Regions from separate parts of the Mus musculus genome. Here regions 1, 2 and 4 are each linked to region 3. A link is a contact called in public capture Hi-C and promoter capture Hi-C data. All regions are on one chromosome and are shown on one strand. The core of a region is the stretch at or near the end of the contact, and the rest is flanking DNA. Distances in the headings are between cores, read along the strand shown.

Region 1 (3,487 bases), core at 736-3,235, 970 kb before region 3:
ATGGCTTTACAGCAGGACACCCAAGAGCAAGAAAAGTGCCAGGGCAAGGAGCAGGCCACCAGGACTGCCCAGGCTGGGTGCCCCATCCACGTTGCATAGGTCAGAATTGCAGCAGGACACTGGCCGGGTTTGCCCAATGCCATCCACATCCGAAGGCTCACACTTGCTGGCGCAGGACTTGGTCACCGTGGAGTCCCCCAGGAAAGGGAAAACTGTAGGATGCACAAAGTGTCAACCTGAAGGACCATTCCTTTACTACCTCTGTACCCCAAGCTCAGGGACCACCCACTCTGGGATCAACCACCCCACTAGCCTAGATTCCCCTTTCTCTAGGACCACTGAAGCCTTTGATGTACAAGGGACACCTATGGCATCTTGAATTGGTCTGTGGGAGGATTTGTATGTTATATAGAATGTAAAACACAAGTTGTAAGACAGCTTTACAAGGACTTCCAGAAAAACTTCAGGGGCCTCCCATGATGAGGGGAGAGGGGGAAGGGTGGGGGCTAATGGCCTGGACAGAAAGTCTCTTGGCAGAAATGGTGGGATGATGGTGCAGGCTGTGTGGGGACCCAGATGGTCAGGGATCCGTGGTCAGAAAAGGGGATCCCAGTTCTGTCCCACGCAGATCCTACTGACCAATCTCCAGGGAGTAGAGCGTAGTCTTGCACATGGTTTCATTGATGTGGCAGTGGGTGGTGGTGACACAGTTGGATGCACTCACAGGATTCGCACAGGTGTAGCACTGTAAGGCCATAGCTAGGAGAGGAGGGATGAGAGGGCAGTGAACAGGCCTTCCTGTCTCAAAAGCCCAAAATGTCTTCACCCAATGTCCTGCTCTGCCATGGAGGCTTAGTCTCAGAAGACAAGGACACTAACCAGGGACCAGATGCCCACTAACCAAGCTCAGGGGAGACAACATGACCATTGAATCAGGGTCTTACAGAATGTGCCCCTGGAATAGTGGGCTCAGCCTGGGACCAGGATGGGGACAGCTGATTTGGAATAATCATCAAAACACACACACACACACACACACACGCACACGCACACGCACACGCGCACACGCACACGCACGCACACGCGCACACGCACACGCGCACGCGCGCGCACACACACGTACATTCACGCGCACACCACAACCGCAGATCGGTGTGAGCAGACATTGTTAAGGCAGACGCCCTTGCACTTCCTCATCACCAAATGCCCTTCTGCTGAAGTGCTGCCTGTCATGGGGGTCAGACAAGCAGGTCCTTGGAACACTGGGTGGGAGCTGCACAGAGGAGTTCACAGGTACCAGCTTGGCAAAGGTGTCTTCCCTGAGGGGAGGGCTGCGGGTGTAGAGCCTGGCTGGAAGGCACTGTACAGTCTTGCTAGCATTCCAGACCCAATCCCAGAAGCCCCAGGAAGCCTAGCTTGTCTCCAATCAATTCAGACACACAGGGAAGTCATCCCTCCCCCAACCCCACACAGACAGTGACCTGGTAGGGCCTCTGCCTCTGGTTCAGTCAACCTCTCCAAGAACTGTATGGAACAGCCTGGCTTGAGCCCTCATCACTGAGCACATAACGGGCTGACAGTCAACATCATGTCGCCACTTGTTTGTCTCACCCTGTCTCTGGATATTTCTGGATGTCCTTTCCCCAATTACATGTCCATCATATCCAGAGTCCCAGGCCATCTGCCCCAGCATCCGAGATCTCCCCTCTTCTCCTGCTGAAAGGCTTGCACTAGCAAACACACCAGTATCCTGAGGCTCTCCGCTGGCACCTAGGGCTTTGGTGCCGGCTTCTGCCCGCCTGGCCGGTCCCGGCTCAGCGTTCTCCTTCTCTGAAACTCCCCCATGAGAAACTCTCTCTGAGAATAGTCCTGGGGCCCGCTCCCGTGCTCCCCCATGCTCACCAAGCTCCCCGAAGGTGCCCAATATCAGTGCCAACAGCACCATCCAGGTCCCCTGCATGGTCGAGGTCCTCACTCAGGCCTGCCTGGTGGGGAAATGCCTACAGCGGTGGTCTGACCGGTTGGCTAAGCAGATTAGAGGAGGATCAGATTTCTGGAGGGCCTGCCCTGCTTCCTCACCCACACCCCATTCCCCAGGGCTCCCTGGGGCTCCCTCGGACCCTACCCAGCCCTCTCAGACTGTTCGAGCTCCACCCCTCAAAGCTGCTGTTCCACCCTTCCCAGGCCCCTCTCCTCCCCATAGGTTATGGGTCGTCTTTCTTTTCCCACTGGGGACCCTTCCACACCACCCTACAACTCCTAGCCAAGAAAATCTTCCAGATTCCTTCTTCCAGGACAGGTCAGGGGTCTTCAGGCTGCACAGAATGGGACAATGGGAGCTGGGCTCTCCTGCACTTTTCCAGCTGTGGTAAAGAGCTTTTACCTTGTGGCCTTCTCCAGAGCTTTGGCCCAGCAGCTCTTGGATGGAATCTTTCCAAGATGATCTTGCACCTCCCAGCTCCTCTGAAGTGGTCAGGGGGAAGGTGGGGTGTGCCAAATTGCCACTGACAACCAGCCCAGAGTTTACTCAAAGGCCTAAGGAACAAAGACAGAACTTGCTTGATCAACAGGAAGGTGTTTTGGAGGATGGGTGAGCTGGGGAGGCCCAGGGTTGCTTTGGGGGACACTGTTTCATGTTTCCTGGAGGGCCATCCACTCTCGGCTTGTCTGCACACCTTGATCTCCAATGGCTCATAGGCTGATCTTAGGCAGGACTTTCCTGGGCCCCTCCACCTCCTCCTTCCTCTCTCCACTGAAGGTCAAGAGGTAGGGACAGCAATTCGAAACCCGTGGGTCTTGATCCCTTTGTCAATCCTCTATCTTTAAAAAAAAATTACATTATGATTCATAACAGTAGCAAAATTACAGTTATGAAGTAGCAACAAACATAATTTTAAGGGTGGGGGTCACCATAGCATCAGGTCTGCCTGTCTGTCTGTCTGTCTGTCTGTCTGTCTGTCTCTCTCTCTCTCTGTGTGTGTGTGTGTGTGTGTGTGTGTGTGTGTGTGTGTGTGTGTGTGTGTGTGTGTGTATGTGTAGAGTGTAGTGTCCTTGCCCTAGACAGAATGCTATGACAGGGATCCCCATGACCTGGCAGCACCTGGCTCGTCCTGATTTCCCACAGGTATCTTCCTAGAGTAGCTTGTCCCAGCTGAGACATGTAGGGGTGGGGAGCATATCTACCTGCCTGACTCTGCTAGTGGTAAAGACCACACTGTTGCTGGGCTTCCCAGGTGTCTCTTTGTCCAGCATCCCAACCTTACTCCTACTCTGGCTTTGTTCTTGTTATGCCCCCAGCAAGGTATGTCCACTCTTGCCACTGCCCTCAGGAGCTCCACTGGGGTCTGGCTTCACCCTGCATGGGAAGGTCCTCATTTGCCTAGGCTCTGGACCAACCTCTGTACTTCCCAGGGCTTTCCTAGCCTGGCATGAGTCAGACGCTCAGCCTGCCAACTGTATTTTTCCTTGTGACAGTTCTGGAGGGACA
Region 2 (3,151 bases), core at 392-2,891, 740 kb before region 3:
AAACCGTTCACACCCTTTCCTGCTATGTCCTGGTTGTCCTTAACCCGTCTTCCCCCTCCGGTCCAAAGGGACCTGGGGATCCTGCAGGCCCACAGCCCTGCTTAAGCGATTCTGAAAGACCAACCCCGATACAGTGATACATTCCTATGATGCCATCATAGCAGAAGCAGAGGTCTCTGGGAGGCCAGCCTGGTGCATAGCAAATCCCAGGAATCTAGGCCCATTTAGTGAGACAGGCCTGAGAGAAAAGAGAGAGAGCAAAGGCAGAGAGAACTTGAAAGTGTGCTGTCTCAGGCTGAAAGCTGAGAAGTACAGCTACCCATAAAGGCAGGCCCATCAGGCTGGTCACACATTCCCAAGCTTTGTCTGCCCCAGAGACTTCAGAGGCCTGCTGTTGCCACTTGTCCTTCATAAACTACCCTGTAGTCTAAGCCATGGGAGTCTGGCCCAGGCAAGTGATACTTGTCCACCCTATAACTGGCTTTGCTTTGCTTTCTGGTATTTTAAGACGGTCTCGCTATGTTAAGACTAGCTGCCCCAAACCCAGAGCAATCCTCTTTGAGTGCTGGAATTAAAGGCATGCACCACCACACCTGGCCCTTAGACTTTTTTGTTTCTGAGGCAGGATCTCACTTGAACGTTAGGTACTGGCATTACAGGCAGATGCTACTACACCTGGCTTCCTGGGGTTCAGTGCTGTGAGTATTATGGACACTGATGGAGAAGCTCCTGAGTCTGGGTGCCTAAGGAAGCTATTTCTCAGCTGTTCCTAAGCTTCTGGGCTGTTGGGTGATACCATAATGGGATAAGATCCACACAGATCCTGGCTGTGGTGATATCCGTGTCTGAGGAATACTGCCCAGTGGGGGTCAGACACAGGGACAACACAGGGGCTCAGGGTGAATTTCTAAAATCTATGTAGGCATTGGCTTTGTGCCATGATTCTCAAGACCAGGGTTCCCATGACGTATAGCCTGAGGGTACAAGAAGGAATTAGCCTCATACCAGGTAGCTCAGCTACCTGAAAAGGACAAACTTTGGGGAAATGTCACCGGGACAGCACCTGAGACTCAGAAAGTATGCTTTGTTCCTAGAATATTGAAAGGCCAAATGGAGAAAGGTGGGAGCCAAATCTTCTGCAAGGAGCTTGGGCTGCCTCAGTGTAGACAGTATCCACTGTGGTGTTCAGGACAGATCTGAGTAAGGTTTCTAGAGACTGGCTTGTCTGTGGTCCCAGCAGATCTAACCACCAAAAGCAGTATGAGGGAAGACACCTGGGTTAGACTCCCGGGACATGGGAACCAGAAGGGCACCAGGCAGTGACAGGGACACGTAACAAGCTCTGGTTTTCTCCCTATCTTGATTTAGCTTCCATATTGTGATGGAGTGGTGTCACAAGGCTCAAGAGTTGAGGCCACACGTGATCTGGGATCCTCTGCTCTAGTCTGGAGGGCGTGATGGTTTCAAGGCTAAAAACTGGGACAGTGAGTGGTCTGCTCTGATTCCTCTCAGGAGAAGAATGGGCAGAAGGGGCTTGAGTTCCAGGAATGACCTGAGGAGAAGGGAGGGTGAGGATTGGAAAGAGGAGGGAGAACTGGAAGCAGGGGAGGGAGGGGCCAGGGGCCAAGTTTCACTTCCCGAAAGCAGAATCGAAAGTATCCCAGAGTTAAGTTTCAATTTCATGAAGCTTGGAGGTAGGAAGGGTGTGGAAAGAGGGAGGAAGGGTGAATGGGGAGGGAAGGGTGCACACTGCACCTCTAAGAAGGCTGTCCAGGTTTGGAGCCACCAGCCTCACTCATACCAGATTCGAATGCTAGATCTGATCCCACATGATCCAATATGTCTCTGATTTGTTCTGGGCCCATTCTACCTCCAGACCCTGGCCAGCTTTCCTATTATTGCTGCTAGTTAGTGATCAGTGACCAGTGACCAGGGCTTCCCCAGTCTGATCCTGCTAGCCTGCCCCAACCAGCAAGTGCTTAGCTACCTCCCTTCTGTCCCAAGGGCTCCAGTGACAGACTAGAGATTGAGGACTGCAACCTCAGGTGGACGCCTCTCCACCTGAGCATCATCCAACCAACTAAGTATCCTCAGGCAAGATCAAAGCAAAAGATGAGAGAAATTTCCCTACTAGGGCTCCCTCTAATAAACAGAGCATATGCAGGAAAAGCCTACTCTGTACCAAAGTATAAAAGGCAGGGGCGATGTAAAGGTCTCGTAAAGGGGTCTATACTTCATGGTGGATGCTTTGGGGGCTCTGTCCCCAGCTCAGTAGCCCACTCTCATTCCTGGGAGTCTGTTGCTTGTCTAAACTCTATCTTTAATTCTAACCATCTGGTTCCAATCTTTTGTTCTGAGACATAGGAGTCTAGAGTGCACTAATGCAAGAGGTGTTTTGTTTGTTTGTTTGTTTGTTTGTTTGTTTACTACTTTAAAAAATTGAATCTTATTTTTTTATTTTAATAAACTTTATTATTTAAAAAAGCGTGCAGATCAGGGGCTGGAAAGATGGCTCAGCAGTTAAGAGCACTGGCTGCTCTCCCAGAGGACCCAGGTTCCATGTCCTGCACCCACATGGTGGCTCACAACTGTCTGTAATGCCAGTTTACAGGGATACCCATCCTCTTCTATCCTCTAGGGGCACTGCATGCATGTGATACACAGACAGACAGACAGGTAGACAGACAGACAGACAGGCAAACCACTTAGACACATAAAATTAAAATCTTTTTTTTTAAAGCTTTCAAACAAAACCACGATACATCAAACATTAACCAGACCCAAAGCCTAGACGACGTAATGAACTTACATGCAGTTAGAACTGGCATTTGAAATGGAAGCCGTGAAGCTCAGCATTAAATTTACACTTCCAGTACCAAACATTCTATGCATTGTTAGTTAGGGTTACCGTTGCTGTGATGAAACACCATCACCAAAAGCAATATGGGGAAGAGAGGGCTTATTTGACTTATACTTCCACATCATAGTGCATCACTGAAGGAAGTCAGGCGAGGCAGGAACCTGGAGGCAGGAGCTGATGCAGAGGCCATGGAGGAGTGCTGCTTACTGGCTTGCCCCTCATGGCTTGTTCAGCCTGCTTGCTTTCTTCCTCCTCCTCCTCCTCCTCCTCCTCCTCCTCCTCCTCCTCCTC
Region 3 (3,402 bases), core at 344-2,843:
AAGGGACAATCCTGCTGAGAAAAGAATAGTTAAGAGCAGATTGGGAGGGCTGGAGAGGTGGTCCAGTGGTTAAGGATGTGGACCAGTCTAACGCAAGGCCAAAGTTAGGTTTCCAGCTCCTACATTCAATAGTTCACAACTACCTGTAGTCTCTTGTTCCTGGGGTTCAAGTACCCTTTTCTGGACTCTGCAGGCACAGTGCTCATCTGCAGAAACACACACACACACACACATTAAAATAAATCTTTAAGAGAAACAGTTGCTTTAGTCAGGCATGCTTTGCTGGGTGGATGTCAGTCTAAGCACACAGGATTCTGAAGACACAGAAGTCTGAATTCAGGGGTGCCTATGCAGGAGGGTGACAGCTGTGCTAGGTGACAGCACATGTGGTCTCTGTTTAGTTCTAAGGTGATGACCACACCTAGGCAGCATAAGAGCCCGGAGATGGAGGAGGCTGCTCATGAGGATGTCAGTGGAGGAAGAAGTGAAATTAGGTGACACTCCACAGGAAGATACTAGAGGAAAGAAAAGGAAAGAAAGGAGGGGAGGGGAGGGGAGGGGAGGGGAGGGGAGGGGAGGGGAGGGGAGGGGAGGGGAGGGGAGGGGAGGGGAGGGGAGGGGAGGGGAGGGGACAATGCTGCCCTGGGATCAAAAATGCCAGGAAGTTTGGAGAGGCTAGCGGGGCAGATGAGAGAAGCATTTCTGGCGGGGGCCCACTGTCCAGGGACATCCAAGAGCTTAGCCGAGCAAATTTAGATCTGGGGATGACAGAGCCAGGTGTGTGTGAGGGGGATGGGGCGTAGAGACTGAGTCGCTGACTCAGTCAGGGCAAGCAGTGACCAGGGTGGCGGGCAGCGTGGAGGAGGCTGACCTTTGGAGCAGCTTGACAAAGGGCTAGCCACTCATTTCTAGGCTGTGTTCTCAGCTCATCTAGTGTGAGCCAGCCCACATGAATTTGAGAAGTGCTTCGGAGTAAGCCCTGCAAGGAGCTCGAGTTCTGGAAAAAGTCCAATTCTTAAAACCAATTCGGGTTCTGGAAGGCGATCCGGTTCTGGAAGCACAAGGAGGTCAAGGAGAATGTAGGCTCTGGAAACAAAATGCATAACCAGGTCCCGGAGGCGAGGTTTCTGGGGGCGGTTCTGGAAGCAAGGGGACCGCAGCGGCGCTTTGCCTCTTAGTGCCGGGAAGAAAGCAGGCATTGTTTTAGAATCAGCACAAGCACTTGTCTCTAACAAACCGTTTAAAAAACCCCATTGTAAACATTTTTGGAGCAATCCTGGAGGGTCCCGTTGCCGGGGTGACGAGATAAAGCCTTGAAGTCCCTGCAGAGGCTGCAGCGGCTCTTGGTCGCCGCCCCCAGTTCTGCTTGTCTTTTCCTAACTTTCTCCGCACGCCTAACACCTAGCGTTGCGCATGCGTACCCTGATCGGCGAGCGGCCCTGGTTGCTAAGAGTTACCAGATCCCTTACCTGGAGCCCGCCTTTCTCTCACTCTGGTTGGTAGTAGTTTCTATCCATCGGAGTAGCCCTCACCTCTGATTGGACAACATCAAGTTTTGCAGGCGGGGCCCGCGCTCTGCCGCACCGGTCAGTCGGACCCTCCAGGAGGGGGACAGTCGGAGCAGCGCGGCTGATCCTCCCTGGAGCGCGAGGGGCCTGCTGCTCGCAGCCTCTCGGAGTCAGCGTCCGAGCGAGCAGCGATGATCCTTGAGGAGAGGCCAGATGGCCAGGGCACTGGCGAGGAAAGCTCTCGGCCGCAGGACGACGGCAGCATCCGCAAGGTGGGGGCTGAGCAGGGATATGGGTCTTCAGCCTCCTGCCCCGCGCTGTGCAGTGCGGCCTTCCCGGCCTTTCCTTCCTGGGACCCGCTCCCCTGAATGCCAGGTGGGGATACTGAGGTCCCAAGGAGAGACCAGAGCCGGTGTTCCAGCCCGATGGGAGTAACACTGGAGCAGTCACGGTCTAGATGGTTCCCCTGAAGCTAGAGAACCCCTTGGGTCTCAGAACCAAGAAGTTGGTTCTGATGGGTGACAACCCCCACTCCCTCACCTCCACAAGCAAGCACGTGTTTTTTTCTGACGTCTAGAAAGCCTCCTTCTCTAACAGTGTCTTCTGCGTGCCCCGCTGTAGGAGTCAGTGTCCATTAGTGGTTAGATTGTGACAGCAGACAGCAAAAACCTTCGGAACTTCACGGGGAAGCCTGACTACTTTTCCCCAACATACATCCCCTCCAAAGCTCCTGAGTCTGGAGATGAGGGTGCCTGGGCTTCCAGGAACACAGGGGTGAAGTGGAAACTAGTTTGCTCTTTGCCTAAGGGATATTATGTTAACCTTCTCTGCTTCTCCGGTCTGGGTATTTCCTAGGGGTCAGTGAGTGTTTGGGTTTCTTAGTATGTGTGTAGGCTCTGGGGTACTCCTGCCCATCCCCAGGGGCTGCTAAGCAGAAGCTGCTGTCACAACACTCCCGGGTGTTCCCATGGCTCTTTGCCCACCTTCCTTCCTGGTGTCAGATTGTACTTTGTTGCTGGCTGATTCTATCCAGTGTGTGTGTGTGTGTGTGTGTGTATCAGGTCTCCTGGAGGAGAGGGAGGAGAGGGAGAGGAAGAGGAAGAGAGGAAGGCACTGGGACTTGGACAGAACCCTCAAGGGCTCCATCCTAACCAGGCATGCCTGATACCACAGTGACTAGCTCAAACTGGGGAGGGGTTAGATTGGAGAGAGGGAAGGAGGGAGGGAGGGAGACGGAGTCAGCCTGCAACATGTTCTCCAGGAACTCTTCTTCCTAGGGTGGCCATGCCTTTCAGGTGCCCTGTGGAGGAAGTGCATGTTGCATTGGTCAGCCTCCCTGTGGATAGTGTGGGACTCCCCCACCCTGAGCTGACTCAGTAAGAGAAGCCTGGGAAGGCTTAGGATTGCTCTGTTCCTTCTTTCTATTCCCAGGCCTGTGTGGGGATAACTGTGTCCCCCCGCCCCCCACCTTTTGCTAATCCTTGAGGACCAGCCCAGTACAGGTCACTGGGTCTTTGAGTGGGAGGTTTTGTTTCTCTGACCCCCATGCCTTTCCTCCCTGGTCGTGGCCAGGCCCTGTTCTGGTTTGGCCACTGCTGCTGCGATGTCTGTACTGATGGCAAGTTCTCCCAGAGTTAGACAAGAGTAGCCACCATGGAGGTCAGCCATGGTTAGACGGCCTTTGTTTCCAGAGGGTGGGGAGATCATACCGGGATAGAGAGAGATGGTTACTTAGCACCTGTGCCCTCCCTGCTGAGCACTTCCTTCAGCCCAGTGTGGAAAACTGGGTGTGGGCTATCAGCTTCCAGAATCCATCCAGCCCAGCTTATCTTGCCTTTCCACCAAAACAGGTTAGGAAGCTGGCTTGGCCTCCATAAGTGAACCAAGGTTAAAA
Region 4 (3,387 bases), core at 648-3,147, 820 kb before region 3:
CTTAACTCTGCAGCTTGTGAGCCCCTGTGGGAGCTCGGCACCTACTGGCTGAGATAGATATAGCAGAGGCCGAGGGCCAGCAATCCCCAACTGACGTGGAGGTTCCTGGCACTATTGCAGAGGTCCGTGTTGCAGCAGGAGGACTTGGAGTTGGCTGTGACATGATTAATGTCAGGGCAGGTATATGCACATGTTTTTGTCACAGTCGTTTGCTGACCTGGCGGTGCTGGAAACAGAGGGAAGAGGGTCATTTACTGAGTCCTGTAAAACCCACTCCTGGCCCCGTCAGCAAACCCAGGTCACCTGCAGCCTCCAGTTCAAAGGGTCAGACAGCCAGATGTCAGTAGGGTTAAACTCAGGAGGTAACCAGGTTCAGGGCTCAGGATGTGGCCAGGATTAAGGCTTAGTATGTAACCAGGGTCAGGGCTCAGAGTCATGAAGATCCAGGCTCAGAGTGTGACCAGGATCAAGGTTCAGAGTATGATGAGAATTGACTCAACGTGGGACCCGGGATCAGGGCTCAGGAATATGACTAGGGTTACCCACTCCCCTACCTCCTCCTTTCCTTTTTGAGTAGCTAGCGCTCTTGGCAACAGTTAGAATTGCATGCTATATGTGCCTGTTCTGCACACAGTAGCCCATTTGGAAATGGGTTTTCCACTCTTTCTAAGCCAGCAGTGTTGGGTTTCATTTTGCAGGGAGGACTGGGATACTCAAAACATTTTCCTGAACAGTTGCAGGAACCTCTCAGGGCCATATCTGCCCGGCTTCCCCAACTCTACTAGCAAGCTTTGCCTTAGCTGGTATCCCCAGGTATCAGATTCAGGTTCTGTCCCCTGACCCACCTACTTAGGACCAAGATACTCACTATACCAGTTGGTCAAGCAGTAGAGGCTCTGGCTGGAGCAAGTCTTAGGCTTGTAGCAGTCCTCTATACCACTGCATTCATGACACTTCAACGCCTGGGCTGGAGAGACACAGCTGGGGTCAGAGACAGAGGCACTCGATAACCACACCAGACAGCACAGGACCCAGCTCTGAGGAAACACTGACCACCAAGTAGCCCATCCTGTTCTCCAGCCACCCACATGGACAGCCTCCCTCCCAGCAACCAGACTGAGGTGCCAGCACATAGGGCCCTGACTCTGGGACAGAAAACCAAGACTCTGAGCAAACAGCAGTCCATGCTGCTGGCCATATGTCACAGAATGTCACCAGGCAAATGATGCTAATTCCACAAGACTTTGCAAAAGAGACAGCAAGTCTAGCAGGACGGCTAGGCTTAATGGAAAAGGTGAGTAGGGGGACCAGTGAATAGAGGCACTTGTTGCCAAGCTTGAAGACCTGAGTTCAAATCTCCAAAATCCACAGTGGAAGAGAATTGGTTCCAACAGGCTGCCTTCTGACTTCCACATGCACACTTTGACATGATCACATGTATACACACACACACACAAAAGGGAAGAGGGAGGAGAAGGGGAGAGGGATGGAGATGGAGGGGAGAGGGATGGGGATGGAAGGGGAGGGGAGAGGGACGGGGGGGGGGGAGAGGGATGGGGAGGGGAGGAGGAAAGAGAATGTTAATATACTATAAGAATTTTAAGGTGAGTGGAGGTACCCATGAAATGACTCTGTGTCTAGACTGTGGGGCCTCCAGCAAGTCCGGTGCCCTATGCCAACACCTCCTCTGGACAGCAGGACCGCATCATCTGGGGGAGGGGGGTGCAGATCCAGCCAGGTCACCCCACACCTCAGGATGCCAACCAAGGACAGGATGCTAGACAGGGGTTCCCACTTCCTTGCTTACCAGAGGATCCCAGCAGAATCAGGGGCAACAACCAAAGCAGGTGAGTCCTCATCTTGGGCAATGAGAGCAAGCAGAGCTCGTGTCTCTGTCCAGCTAGCACTGGACCAGCCTGTCTTTATATCCCTCTTGCTCTGTGGGTGGGGCCTTGGTCCGTCTCTCACTCCTGACTACCTACATGTGTCATCTCTGGGTGTGTGGTTGGGAGGTAAATACCTCCAAGAATTCTTTATCCAGCGCTCCAAACCCTCTCCCGTACCCATCCTCCCTTTCCCCTGCTCCCTACAAAGCCCCCAACCCTGACTCCAGTCAGCTGCACAGCGCTGACTCTAACCAGGCCTTCACTGAGGAACCATTGTCTGCTCTTTGCCCATCTTTTTAAAAAAAAGTACCAGGCACGGTTGAAACACACCAGCAAAAGAATCCCAGATCAGAGAGCCCATAAGGGGGCATCCTCTCAAAGCTCCACTCCTTGGTGTATAGATGCCATTTCCCCCTCATGTCCCCAAGGCCTCTTTGGGTCCCTCAGCTCCTCCAACAAGCCCAGTGAGGTTACTCTCCATGGCCTGTGAGGAGATAGAAAAGGAATCAATAATGATATTCATTCAATAAACAGAAAAGAAAGGAGACACCATGGAGAATCATGGGTTGGGGATGCTTGGCGTTGGTGGGCTGGGGATGCTGGGGGTCATCAGGCTGGGATGCTGAGCTTTGGTGAGATGAAGATATTGGGGTCCAATAAATTGGGGATACTGGACATCAGTTAGTTGGGGAGTTAAAAGCAGCATACTGGGATTGTGGGAGACAAGGGGTCGGAAGGGGGTCAGTGACCACTGGCTGACCATTGATTGAACAGGACTCAGCTCTGTAAAGATATTTAAGCATCCCAAGTGTAGAAATTGGTCTTTCTTCCCAACTTAAAGCATTCTAGGTATCCATTGTGTCTCCATATTATAACAAAGAAAGGGGAAACAGCCAGGTCACAATGAAGTTTAGGGCTTCTCACCCCCTGGATGCTGTGTCTGCCTGTTACTAACAATTTTTTCCATGGCAGACTTGAGGCTCCAAGATAAAGAAAGCACCCTTCTGTGCCACATGCTCCTGTCTGGCTCCGCTATGCACAGTGACAGCTATCACTCTCCTGAGGACCAAGCAATATTTAGACAGGCTAGTAACCATACCCATCCTAGACTGTCATAGGCAGACACATTGGTCAGGACTCAGGAAACACCAGTGTCAGGGTCACATCCCACCCATACCTCCACCATCAACAGGCACAGCAACCTTCTGCACTGGGGCAGCATTCAAGCACACAGGGAAGTGGCAGACCCCTTAGCAATTCCCAGACAAAACAGTCTGCAGTTGAAAGCTGTGTGACCTCTGCCACTCTGCTGTCACGTTTACCTTCTCTAAACTAATGAGGAGTCAGGGGTCAGCCCAATGAGGCACAAGTTTCCTGATAAGGATCTTGGGCAACACCTTGACCAGTCATAGCTGCCAGTCTAGAAAGCCTGTTTGTTGTCTTGGTCCTCTAGACAACCTTCCCAGAACAGTAGAAAGTCATAATATCTGCAGAACATTGG

The links. Promoter capture Hi-C pulls out the DNA fragments that hold promoters and counts their contacts. Capture Hi-C pulls out chosen DNA fragments and counts their contacts.
Region 1: a promoter capture Hi-C map of embryonic stem cells shows a contact between it and region 3, with 2.8 times the contacts expected there. The contact joins the promoter of Lypd2 here to the promoter of Rhpn1 in region 3. A contact is called at or near these places in 2 of 39 promoter capture datasets (both in embryonic stem cells).
Region 2: a promoter capture Hi-C map of liver shows a contact between it and region 3, with 3 times the contacts expected there. The contact joins the enhancer-like site here to the promoter of Rhpn1 in region 3. A contact is called at or near these places in 3 of 39 promoter capture datasets (cranial neural crest, hippocampal neurons and liver) and 1 of 115 datasets of contacts at active chromatin or transcription factors (astrocytes).
Region 4: a contact with region 3 is called in a capture Hi-C map of embryonic stem cells, with 3 times the contacts expected there. The contact joins the promoter of Ly6m here to the promoter of Rhpn1 in region 3. A contact is called at or near these places in 2 of 39 promoter capture datasets (embryonic stem cells and hippocampal neurons), 1 of 115 datasets of contacts at active chromatin or transcription factors (microglia) and 1 of 9 other capture datasets (embryonic stem cells).

What each region holds. Positions count from the first base shown.
Region 1 is chr15:74,732,328-74,735,814 of GRCm38.p6, forward strand. Lypd2 (Ly6/Plaur domain containing 2) reads right to left here and starts at 1,986. Exons shown (of 3, transcript NM_026671.1): 1 at 1,903-1,986; 2 at 640-759; 3 at 1-212. The coding sequence starts at 1,960. The coding sequence ends at 7. It overlaps Gm33124 (a long non-coding RNA gene), which reads left to right and starts at 2,554. Exons shown (of 3, transcript XR_384182.2): 1 at 2,554-2,590.
Region 2 is chr15:74,959,315-74,962,465 of GRCm38.p6, forward strand. It overlaps Ly6e (lymphocyte antigen 6 complex, locus E), which reads left to right. Exons shown (of 4, transcript NM_001164036.2): 4 at 1-590. Among named protein-coding and RNA genes, the nearest start is that of Ly6e, 5.9 kb to the left of the region's middle. Within about 2 kb of position 1,642, at least 77 of the 459 cell types and tissues checked have an H3K27ac peak or open chromatin away from gene starts, as enhancers often do. A contact at or near this core is called in liver, where this site is marked.
Region 3 is chr15:75,702,695-75,706,096 of GRCm38.p6, forward strand. Rhpn1 (rhophilin, Rho GTPase binding protein 1) reads left to right here and starts at 1,594. Exons shown (of 15, transcript NM_001163465.1): 1 at 1,594-1,780. The coding sequence starts at 1,700.
Region 4 is chr15:74,879,807-74,883,193 of GRCm38.p6, forward strand. Ly6m (lymphocyte antigen 6 complex, locus M) reads right to left here and starts at 1,898. Exons shown (of 3, transcript NM_025929.2): 1 at 1,808-1,898; 2 at 869-967; 3 at 1-226. The coding sequence starts at 1,859. The coding sequence ends at 42.